2 separate regions of the Anser cygnoides genome follow, and region 1 is linked to region 2. A link is a contact called in public Hi-C data. All regions are on one chromosome and are shown on one strand. Each heading gives the region's core, a stretch centred on a gene start, on an enhancer-like site or on the middle of the called end of the contact. The rest is flanking DNA. Distances are from core to core; before and after follow the strand shown.

What was found. Hi-C and Micro-C count contacts between places; a contact is called where the count stands out from the background.
Region 1: a Hi-C map of liver shows a contact between it and region 2, with 9 times the contacts expected there. The contact joins the promoter of HELZ2 here to the promoter of SDCBP2 in region 2. A contact is called at or near these places in 2 of 7 Hi-C or Micro-C datasets (both in liver).

The regions. Positions count from the first base shown.
Region 1 is chr16:1,520,770-1,526,663 of Taihu_goose_T2T_genome, reverse strand. HELZ2 (helicase with zinc finger 2) reads left to right here and starts at 2,460. Exons shown (of 20, transcript XM_066978113.1): 1 at 2,460-3,313.
Region 2 is chr16:1,389,899-1,395,403 of Taihu_goose_T2T_genome, reverse strand. It overlaps SDCBP2 (syndecan binding protein 2), which reads left to right and starts at 2,311. Exons shown (of 9, transcript XM_048074703.2): 1 at 2,311-2,365; 2 at 3,040-3,114; 3 at 3,209-3,284; 4 at 3,587-3,690; 5 at 3,909-4,070; 6 at 4,453-4,628; 7 at 4,697-4,868; 8 at 5,206-5,297; 9 at 5,418-5,505. The coding sequence starts at 3,061. The coding sequence ends at 5,472.

The DNA of each region.
Region 1 (5,894 bases), core at 1,211-3,710, 130 kb before region 2:
GTGCCCGTCCTCCAGCAGCAGAGCCCCTTCCCCGAGAGGTCTCACAGCCAGGAGCCCCCCTTGGCATCTCCCTTCCCTGCCAAGAGAGGGGCCGCAGGCATCCAGGAGCTTTGTGCAGCTGAAGCTCGAAACACCGCCTGGGCAGGGCCCTGGTGAGCTGCGACAGGGCCGGGTTTGGGACTTGAGAAGTAGAAGCAAGGGTGCGTCGTCTGTAGCAGTGCACGTAAACACGTAAATAGAAATCGTTGCAGCGTGCGGGTCGTTGGCCTTGGGCTGGCTGCACCGAGGATGCAGCCACTGGGACTTGAGCAGTGCACCCTGGCAGTGGGGAAAACACGGGGGGGGTCTGTTCCTCTCCTGGTTCTTCAGCCCCGTTTGCAGCAGCAGGAGCAAACCGTCGCCCGTGGGAGCGTGTCTTGGGGGCAAGCTACTGCCATTGCACCGCGGGTGCCACCGAGGTCGCCTCCTCCACTGCAGTCCCTGCCTCCTGCCCTCGCCTTTGGGCTCCTTGTCACAGCCAAGTGCAGCTGGGGGGGCTCTGGGGCTGCTCCAGGGGCCTGTGCCCCATAAGCACAGCATGGGGGTGAATGCCGGGGGGGCAGACCGCCCACCCGCTCTGCCAGCCCCATGCTGCCGGTGCTGCGCTCCCCGTCCCTGCGTGGGTGCTCGGTCACGTCCCCTTCCCTGCCTGGGTGGGTCGGGGGGAGCCAGCCCGGGGGCTGCGCTGCTGCAGGAGCGCGGGACTCGCCTCCAGGGCCGACCTCCCCAAGGGCTGCGGGTGACCCACGCACGGTCCCTGTTTCTTTTTCTCCTCCTGGCAGGGATGTGAGCGTGCGGAGCTGAGCCCGCTCCTGCCCAGCTGCTGCAGGGACCCGCGAGCCCCTCCGCAGTCCCCGGGGACCTCCGTGCTCCTGCGGGCGCTGCCAGCGCAGGAGATGCTCCAGCCCCTCAGAAGCCCCCCCAGGGCCAGAGCTTGGCCCCCAGCAGCCACGATGAGCACAAAAGCAGCGAGCCCGGGGCGGGCAGGGGGCTCCCGGCCGAGGGGGGCTGTGGACGGGCCCCTTCCCCCCCCCCCCAGCAGCTTCCCCTGGAAGCGCTGCGGAGCTGCTGAGAAGAACGGAAAGCGAAACTTGGATCTTGCGGCTGGGTTCGTGGGCAGAACGAGAAGCGAAACTCGGATCTTACGGCTGGGTTTGTTTGTCTGAAATGAGCAAACGCTTGGTTTCGCTCTCCCCTCGCCCTCTCCCTGCTGATGCGATGACGCAGCTTCGCCTCCTCCCCGCTCCTGCTCGGAGCCGGGCAGCGCTCCCTCCCCTCCGCCGGGCTGATGTTAGGTAACAGCCGGCGCTGGCTGCTCGTCTGGGGGCTCTGCTGCTTTTCTGGCACCTCTTAATGCACGCCAGGCAGGACCAGAAGCTTTGTCTGAGGCAGCGAAAGCTGCTTTCTCCTTGCCGTGGCTCCCGGAGCTGCGGCTCTGTGGATCTCACCTGTAAAACAAGGTCAAGCGAAAGCTCCGAAGAGCCCACCTGTAACAGAAAGAGCCCTCAGTGCGCAGCCAGCCCTGCCCGGGTGAGCCTGCCACCGTCCGCCCTGGCCGCGGCATCTTGCAGGGGAGGAGTTGTTTGGGTTTTGTTGTGTTTCCTCGCTGGCGATAACGCCTGGGGCAGCACCCGGAGCTCGCCGTGGCTGGGCAGTGACGGCCAAGAGCTGCGGGGAGGCAGCAGGAGTCGTGCCCCACGAGCAAGGCAGCGCCCCTGGGACGGGGACCGATGCTGTCCTCAGCTCCCAGGGCTCTCTGCCGCTGCCACCTGAGCCCTGCTCTTTGCTCAGGATGCACAAACCGCAGCCTGGCCCCGTAGCTGTGGCCCCGCTGCCGGCAGCAATTGCGCCGTGGTCCGGTGGTGACCGGGTTTTGGCACACGGATGAGGCAGCTCCGCTGCCCGCGGGTGGCCAGCTGACCCCAGGACCCGCTGCTTGGGTCAGGATCTGTCCGTTGCCCCCTCCCCGGTGTGAGAGCCTCTTTCCCTCCAGGATCGGGGTGCTGTGGGGTCGGGGCTCCTGGCCAGGCTGGGGCTCCCTCCAAGGCACCCGGGGTGTGATCACACAAGGCCAGAAGGCAGAAAGCACCATTCCTCCTCCTCCTGCTCCTCCTTCTCCTCCTCCTCCTTCCCGTGTTGACAAACACTCTAGAAAACAGCCTCTGCCCCTCCTTCTCCATCTGCTCTGCCGCAAGTGCAGCGGGCTGGCTGTGGGCTCCTTTGCATTTCCAGCTCCTGCTCGTTCTGAGGATGCTCCTCTCTTCCCCTCGCCACGTGAGCTTGCATCTGGGCACCTGCGTGGCATCGGCTGCAGTGCAGGCGCCAGGCACGATGCACAGCCCATGACGGCCGGCGTTAACACCACCGAGCCTCGGCCTCCCGTGCCTGCAATCTTTTGCAGCCCCTCGCATCCGGGGCATGCAAGTTCTGCCCAGCTGCTTTCCAGAACTTGCAGGATGGTGGCATGGAGATCATTTTATTAGGTGGGGAAGCCGAGGCTGGGGCTCGGCCACGTTGTCCTGCGTGCAACAGCCGCTGCGCGTGCCGGTGCTCCCTGAAGCCTCTTGTCCAGGCTGGTGAGGCCGGGGGCTGCCTGTCTCCGGGGCAGCCTCCTGGGGGACCCTCCTTGGCCTTTCCATTGGGTCTGGGTGGTTTTTGGGTGTCAGCAGGGCCAGCAGGGCAGGCTGTGCTCGCCAGCTACCCGTGCACGCTGCTGTTGACTGATGGCAGCACCCAGTGGTGCAGCGGGAGGATGCTGCCCCAGCTGGGTTGGGGCTGTCCTGAACTGCTTTGGCTCGGCTTGGCGAGCTGCGAGGGAGCTGGGAAGGGACAAAGCTGGGACGGGGAAGGCTGGGAGGCCGAGCAGCCCTCACGCTAGGGGTGCTGAGGTCCAGGTGATGGTGCTTGTGCAGCGGCACGGGCTCTTGCTGCCCAGGGTTATCAGACGGAGCCAACGCGCCCGTGCTCAGCTCCGAGCGCTCCAAGCGTGCTCGCTTCTGGGGGTGGCTTCTTTTTTGGCTCGCGTTTGAACTTCCTGTAGCTGGCTGCACCTCTCCAGGCAGGGAAAGGAATGGAAAATGAAACTGCCCTGATGATGAACAGAAAGGAAACGAGCGAGCCCTGCCCCTCCCGGAAGCCCTTTAAAAACAGAGGCCGTCGGGCTCCCTCCTGGCAGCCTTCGCCGGGCTGGGGACCGGGGCCACCCCTGCACGACCCCAGCCTTTCCCCCGCTGTTTGCCGGAGCCGCCGGGGCGCGGAGCGGCTGCTGGCCCCGGTGAGCAGCGGCCGGGGCAGCCGGGGGGGGGGGGGGGGGCGCTGGCGGCAGGGAGCAGCCCCCGGGGTGCGGGAGGAGGGACGGGGGCTTTGACAGGGGGACGGGGACCGGGACCGGGACCGGGACACACAGACGGACAGACACGCAGACACACTAGCAGCCCGGTTCCCGGGGGTGCGGAGGGAGCGGGGCCGGGCCGGGCGCTCCCCTCCTGTTCGCTGCCCCGTGCGGGCAGCGCCTTGCGGTACCCCCCCGGTGCCGGTGCATCCCCCCCCCGGTGCCGGTGCATCCCCCCCCCGGTGCTTGTGCATCCCCCCCCCGGTGCTTGTGCATCCCCCCCCGGTGCCGGTGCATCCCCCCCCGGTGCTTGTGCATCCCCCCCCGGTGCTTGTGCATCCCCCCCCGGTGCTTGTGCATCCCCCCCCGGTGCCGGTGCATCCCCCCCCGGTGCTTGTGCATCCTCCCCCCGGTGCTTGTGCATCCCCCCCGGTGCCGGTGCCGACGCCAGCAGCCCAGCCCAGCCCAACCCAGCCCAGCCCAGCCCCGGTGCCGGCGCATCCCCCCCCCCGGTGCCGCCGGTTCCCCGCGCCCCGCTGCCTCCGGGCGCCGCCGGCTCCCCCCGCGCCGGTGCCGGTGCCGGCTCCCCCCCGGTGCCGGCGGGAGGGGCGGGGCGGGGCGGCCGTGATGCAATTTCCGCGAAGTCCGGCCCCTCTTTGAATGCGGGGAGGCCCCAGAAACGAAACCACCGGCGGCGGCGGGGAGCCCCGAGCGCAGGGCGGCCGCCCCGGGCTCCCCCCACCTTCCCCGGCCTCGGCAGCGGTGAGAGCGACGCTGGGCCGGGGGGAGCGGGGGCTCTGCGGGGCTCCCCGGGGTGCTGCGGGGTGCTGGGGGGCGCCCCGGGGTGCTGGAGGGCGCCCCGGGGTGCTGGGGGTGCCGGGGGGAGTGGGGGGCACGGGGTGCGCTGGGTGCTGCGGGATCCCTCCGGCACGCAGCGCGGGGCTGGGGGCGCGCTGGGGAGATGCCGGGCACGGGGGGGGCCCTGGGGTGCTCTGGGGGTGCTCGGGGGGGGGCGATGCAGGGGGCGCAGCCCCCGCCCCCCCCCCCCGACGGCTCCCCGAGCTCGTAGCATCATCTCCCTGCCCGTGCGGGAGCCCCGAGGGAGAGGAAGGGCTGGCGGTCAAGGTGCGGCTCTTGGGGTGCAAAGTCCTGGCCGGGTGGCAGGGAGCAGCGGGGCTGCCAGGGGCGCGCTGCGTCCCCCCCCACCCCCCCCGGCAGCAGCCCCCGGCTCCTCTCCGCTGGCCCTTCTGAGCTCCGGGGATGTGGTCTGCGGCTCGTGGTGAACTTTTTCCTGTTTGGGTAAGGCAAACGCAGTGGCTGTGGCTGCAGGTGCCCGCGGGCTCCGTGCAGCCGTGTCCCGGCGTGCGAGGGGGCTGTGCACACCCCCGGGGGCTCCCCGCTGCCGCTTGGCAGCAGCACGCCTGGGAGAAGCGTGCCGGCTTTTTGGGATATGGAGAGAATTGGCTTGGTGAAAGCGGCCGGGAAAAGGAGATTGGCAGCTACAGAAGTTGGTTTTGCTCAGGAGGGAAATACAGGGGCGGGGGCACCCCGGTGTCGCTGCGAGGGTAACCGCAGGTGGATGGGGCGGCGGGGGAGCGAGCGGCACGGAGCAGCACCCGTGGGGCAGCACCAGTGCAAGCCCTTCCCGGCGGCCCGGCTGTGCCACCCACTCGTGGGGTGCTCGGGGATGCTGCACCAATCTCGCCCTGCTCCTCGGAGCACCCGCAGCCGTGAGAAGACAAAGTCCTGGGGTGCCCAGACCTGGTGCTTGGCCGGGGCGGAATGACCGGGGTGCGGGACCAGAGTCCCCCGAGGCGCGCACGTCCCTGGGCACGCCACTGGCGGTGGGAAGATGCAGGGGGCAGTCCTGGCACTCTGACCCACCGCGCTTGCTGTGACCGAGGGGCACTTGGCTCACGCCAGTGTGATGCGTTGCCTAATTTCCTGTCAATAATTAATTGAGGCGAGATCTGACAAAAAAGCCGCCCTCCTCCCCAAGCTCCTCTGCAGCGCGGCGGGCTCCGGGTGCGAGCAGGACCAGCGCCGCGGGTACGCTGAGCCTTCCTCCGCTGCAGCCACGCAGGCGGCCGCGCTTCTGCTCGCCATGCCCAGGGAAATGTGATTACCCCGCGCGTCAGCACAGCCCTGCGAGGGAGATGATGCTCAGGCGCAGTGAGCCCCAGCTCGAGGAAATGCTGTTAGCGAGGCGTGCTTCGCTTTGGTTTTCAGAGGTCAGACCAGTGCCGGGCAGAGGGTGCTCGTGGAGCCGAGGGTGCAAGGAATTGGGAGAGAGGCAGATGCTCCCGGTGGAGCCGGGCCCCAGAGCAGGTGTGTACCAGTCCACGCAACACGAGTGGCTCGTTTCGCCCGTCAGCGGGTCGCAAGTGGCTTTAAACCCCAGTTTGTGCTTTTCAGGGCTCATGCGAAGAAGGGGTGTGTGGAAAAAATACAAAATCTGACTTGCAAATTGAGGTCTGTGGCTCGCAGGTATATGTTCCTCCTGATCAGCTGCCACCATCCTCGA
Region 2 (5,505 bases), core at 1,062-3,561:
CGGAGGCTGAAACCCCCCCCTTGGGGTTTTCGTGGGTGCCCCTCGTAGCGATCCGGTCCTGAAGCTGCCTGGTTTAGCAGGGGCTTTGCTCAAGGGCGTGCCTGGGGCAATGCTGTGGTTTCTCAGCTGCAGGACGGGGCTCGCAGCCCGTCGCTTTCGGTCTTCTCTGCAGAAGCTTGCACGCTCGGTGCCGGGGGAACATCTTGGGGCTTGGGGCGCGGGCGCCGCTCGGGCACTGCTGCTCTCGCTGCCTGTGTCGGGGCCGGGGAGCCTGGTGCGGGTCCTGCCCGCAGCACACGGGCTGTTAAGGGCTCAAGGTCCCCAAGGCCGGTGCTCAGCTCCCTGCTGCCTCGTGCCAGCACCCAGCTCCCCCGCAGACGGCCTTTGCTCCGTTTGCCGCGATCGATAACGCGGCCGTGGCGAGTCCCCGAGCTGGAGCGGGGCCGGTGGGAGCCACGTTTGCGTTTCAAGGGGGATGCGGGGGGGGGGCTGGAAAAGGCGCTGGAGGGAGCTGGTGCCTTTGGAGAAGACGCGGCGTCTGCAGGCTGGGCTGCCACCCTCTGGGCTCCCGGCGCTCGCGGCACCCAGTTTGGGAACGGTTTTGCCTGGGTGCCTCGGGAGGGATGCTGCCGGGTGTCCTGGTGTGCGGGGCACACGCGAGGGCACAGGATTGGGGCCACCCCGTGCGAACACAAGCACTACCCTTAGCTGCTGCTCGTCGGCGTGAGCTCTGCCCACCCCAGGGTGCTGCTGCCTGGGCTCGGGAGCTCGAAAGGTGGGAGGTGGTCCCTGGGCTATGGCATTGCTCCAGGACCCCCAGCCCCAGCTCGCCAGCACGGGGTGGGGGGGTGAAGCGTGGGGGCCGCCCTCCCTCTGCTGGGACTGCACCTGGGTGGAAACTCCGGGCGAGCTTGGGTTTCTCTTCCTGCAGCCTTTTGCCTTAATTATTAACCGGTGCCAGGCTGTGCCGAGGCGCTGAGGCCAGAGATAAGGCAGCGCCCATGGCGGGGCTGGGAGGAGGAAAGGGGCTGGGGGGGCCAGGAGCTGCTTGGGGCTGTCCCTGTCCTCCTGTCCTTGCTGCTGCCGGCCGTTTGTCCAGGGGGCTGCGTGGCCAGGGCTGGTGGCTTCCAAGGAGGGGTGGCACTGTCCTGGGATGCTGCCTGCTGCAGATGGCACCGGGGGCATGGAGAGTGAGTGAGTGCGTGTGTGAGTGTGTGTGCAACGTGTGTGTGCCACCAGCAGCGTGTCCCTGGGCTCTCCCTGTGCCCCCTGCAGTTGCAGCCTGCACCAGGACCCTTCCAGCCCCGTCTCCGTGCGGTGTCCGGGGCAGGCGCGGCCGTCCTGCCTGCGGAGCCGTCCTTCCAGGTTTCCCGGTGGTGCTGGCAGCCTCCCTCCCCTGCTGCTTGCTCCTGGCCCCGTTTCTCAGCTGTGGGGCCGCTCCCGTCCTGGGCACGGCCGGGCTAAAAATACCTCCAGTAAATAAATAAAAAAAATACCGCCAGTAAATAAATCGCTTCCTCCTGGCCCGGCGGGCAGGGCTGGGACGTGCCCGGCTCCTGCTGGCCCCGTTCCCGGGCTGGTGCCACCAGCGCTGGGCACCTGCGGGACCCCGCTCCTGCTCCCCGAGGACCTGGGGACACGGTGGCATCGAGCGGGTCGGCGGCCACATGGATTGGGGGCCGGGGTGACGCAGCGACGTCCCACGGCAGCGGGACACCCTCCGCCCGCGCCCTGACTCACCGAGCGCGGCGCTGCCTCAGTTTTCCCAGCTGTGGCACGGGCCCACGGGGCCGTCACGCCTGGCCTGGTGGCTGCAAGGGTGCGGGATGGGGCACGTCAGCCCCACGCGCCCCAAACAGGGGTCACGGGAGGCGGCCACCCCTGCGGGGCTGCTGGCACGGGCACCCCCTGCGCCCACCCCGCACGCCGGGGGCGCGGAGCCGCGGTGGCCCCAGGCTGGGCACGAGGACCGTGGTGGCACCGAGCCGGGTGCTGGTGGCACTTGGGGATGGTGATGCCGGGAGGGGTGGGGGCCTCCGTGGTGGGTGCAAGGGTGCACAGCCCCAAATCTGCAGCACGCAGCATGGACAGACCCACGGAAAGCTGCCCCCATCCCTGTCCCCATCCCCGTCTCCGACCCTGTTCCCGTGTGCTTCTGGCTGGGGCTCAGCAACCCCCAATCCCCCATAGCATTGGTTCTCTGAGCTGCGTTGCCTTCACCTTCCTGTTCCTCCTCCTCACCTGTGCCCCACCTGGGGGTGGTGGCAGTCAGCTGAGGCCACCAGGCCCCTCCCCGGGCCAGGCACTGCTATAAAGCCCCGGGGCCAGGCACGGGGCAGTGCGCAGGAGCCGGAGCTGATCGCAGGTGAGGCCGGGGTGATCTGGGCTGGGGGGAGCTGGGTTGGGTCCGGGGGGGGGTTGGCCTCACCCTGGGGATGCCACCGCTGGGCAGGATCCTGCCCGGCTCCCACGGGGCTCAAGGTGCCGTGGGGTCGGAGCTGGGGCTGGGTTTGGCCCCCACGCACCGAGGTTTGGGTGATGGTTTTGGGGGCATCGCTGCGGGGACATTGGGGTGGAGGGGACTGGGGGGGGTAAGGGCAGCGAGAAGCAGCGACGGGAGGGCTTTGCCCATGGGGACACCGTCCGTGGAGACGTCTCCCTGCCACGTCTGGGGATGTTGGAACAGCCCCGATGGGTGCCTGGGGACAGCGGGACCTGTTCCCCACGGAGCAGCAGCCGCCGGGACGCTCGCGCCCGTGCTCGTGCCCGGCACGCAGCCGGCCGTGTCCCGGCTGCCGGGAGGTGACGGAGGCAGTGGCTGTGGTGACACAGCCCTGAGTCACGCCAGAGGCCGTGGGTGACAGCCAGGCATGGAGCCAGGCACGCCGGGAGCGGGGCGAGCCCCAGCTTTGTGGGGGCGGCAGCTGGGGCTGGGACCGGCTCCTGCCCTGGTGCCAGCCCCATGGGGCCGCGAGGGATGCTCGGGGAGAGGCGCCCCGTCCCCAAACTGCCCCAACCCCGTCCCCATTCCTGTCCCAGGACACGGGCGCAGCAGCAGCGATGGCAACGCTCTACCCCTCGCTGGAGGACATGAAAGGCCACCAGGTCTTGCAGGTCAGTGTCAGCTCAGCGTCCCTATGGGGTGGGGAGGGACCGACCCCGAGGGTGCCCGTGGGGCTCACCTCGAGCAAACCCCATCTCTCGCCAGGCGCAGGCAGCCGCCGGTGTCGGCACCCCCGCCACGACGGTGCTCACCGAGAAGCCGACGCTCACCTCCGGCACCGGTAACGTGGGCTGCGATCAGCCCTCGGTGTCGAGGGGCTCTCTGGGTTGGGGGGGGTCACCCACCACGGGGGGAGGCTCGGCTGAGACCGCCCCACACAGCTTGGCACATGGGTAGGGGATGGGGCTTGGGGGTTTCTCCCCCCCCCCCCGGCTCATCCCGAGGGGGCTCTCTCCATGTCCCTTGTGCCGGTTGCTGGCTCCTGGTCCCGGGGGGGCTCCCAGATATGTGTGTGTGTGTGTGGGGGGGGGTGGCTGTAAGCTGGGGACCCCACGCTGAGATCGCCCTCGCTGTGCCCCACAGCACCGCCCATGCTGTACCCCAACCTGGCGGAGCTGGAGGATTACATGGGACTCGCGCTCTCCAGCGAAGAGATCCAGAAAAAACTCTTCCCGGACAGCAGCACCGTAGGTGTCTGGGCTGGGGCTCCCACCTGCCCTGTGCCGGGACCCCCCTGGCCACAACATCACTGCTGGGGGGGTCCCCTCCTTGGGGGGGGTCCCCTCCCGCAGCCACATCCTGCCCGGGGCAGGGGCACGGCGTCCCCCGAGGGCTGATGCGAGGCCGGGAGCAATGCAGGGCCCCGTGCCCCCGCTGGCCCCGCTGAGACCTGGCTCCAATGCAGGCGCTGACCCCCGCCGGCCCCCTGCCAGGCCAGCTGGTCGCCCCCCTGAGCGGGAACAATGCGGGGCTGCGGCGGGCGGAGATCAAGCCGGGCGTGCGGGAGATCCACCTCTGCAAGGACGAGCGGGGCAAGACGGGGCTGCAGCTGAGAAACATCGACCAGGTGAGGGGCTGGGCTGGTATGGGGCTGGGCAGGGCACGGCACGGTGCTCCTTGGCATGGCACGGTGCTCCGTGGCATGGCACGGTGCTCCATGGCATGGCACAGCATGGTACGGCATGGCACGGCACGGCACGGTGCTCCATGGCATGGCACGGTGCTCCACGGCATAGCACGGCACGGTGTGGTGCTCCACGGCATGGCACGGCATAGTATGGCACGGCATGGCGCTCCATGGCATTGGAAAGCATGGTGGGGTGCACCATTGCACGGCACAGCATGACGTGGCACAGTGCACCGCTGCACAGCTTGGCACATCACAGCGTGGCACGGCCACCCGGGTCCCCGTGCCAGCCCTGTGCCATCGCTCCCACCCTTGCCCCCAGGGCATCTTCGTGCAGCTGGTGAAGGCCAACTCGCCGGCCTCGCTGGTGGGGCTGCGCTTCGGCGACCAGATCCTGCAGATCGACGGCAAGAACTGCACGGGCTGGAGCAGCGACAAGGCGCACCGGGCGCTGAAGAAGGCGTCCCCGGAGAAAATCGTCATGGTGGTGCGGGACAGGTGAGCGGCGGGCGGCCGGGCGCACGGTGCCACGCACAGGGATGGTGCTGAGCGCTCTGTCCCCGCAGGCCGTTCCAGCGCACTGTCACCGTGCACAAGGACAGCACCGGCCACGTGGGCGTCGTGGTCAAGAAGGGGAAGATCGTGTCGCTGGCCAAGGACAGCTCTGCCGCCCGCAACGGCCTCCTGACCCACCACTACATCTGCGAGGTCAACGGCCAGAACGTCATCGGCATGAAGGTAGGGACACAGCCCTGTCCCCACAGTGCGGCTGCCGGCTGTGAGGTGCTGCCCTGCGGCCTCTTGCAGGGTCTTTTTGGGTGCAAACTGCAGGATTTGAAGACTCAGAGCCATCAGGGTGCTGCCACCCTGGGGGAGGTGCGGGTTGGGGCGGCTGGGTTGTCACACCACCGCATTTCAGCCCTGTCACGAGTGGGTTTTGCACAACTGTGTGTGCGAAACACGCCTGGGGACGCCCTGTGCCAAGGATCTGGCCAGGGCAGGCGCTGCGTGGTGCCGGGCGAGCTGCTGCGCCACGGGGGGCACCGCTCGCCTCCCACCGCCCTCTCGCCTCCAGGATAAGCAGCTCATGGAGGTGCTGGCGGACGCGGGGAACGTCGTCACGCTGACCATCATCCCCGCCGTGATCTACGAGCACATGGTCAAACGGTGAGACCGCGGGGTGCCCGCGCCCCCCCCCGTCCCCCGTCCCCCGTCCCCAGCCGCAGCCCCAGGGTTACCCCCGCGGGGACCCGGGGGCTCGCCCCTGAGCACCTCCCCTGCGCCCAGGCTGTCGGCGGGGCTGGTGAAGTCGTCCATGGACCACTCCATCCCCGACCTCTGATGCGATCGCCGCTGTCCCGCCACCAGACACCGG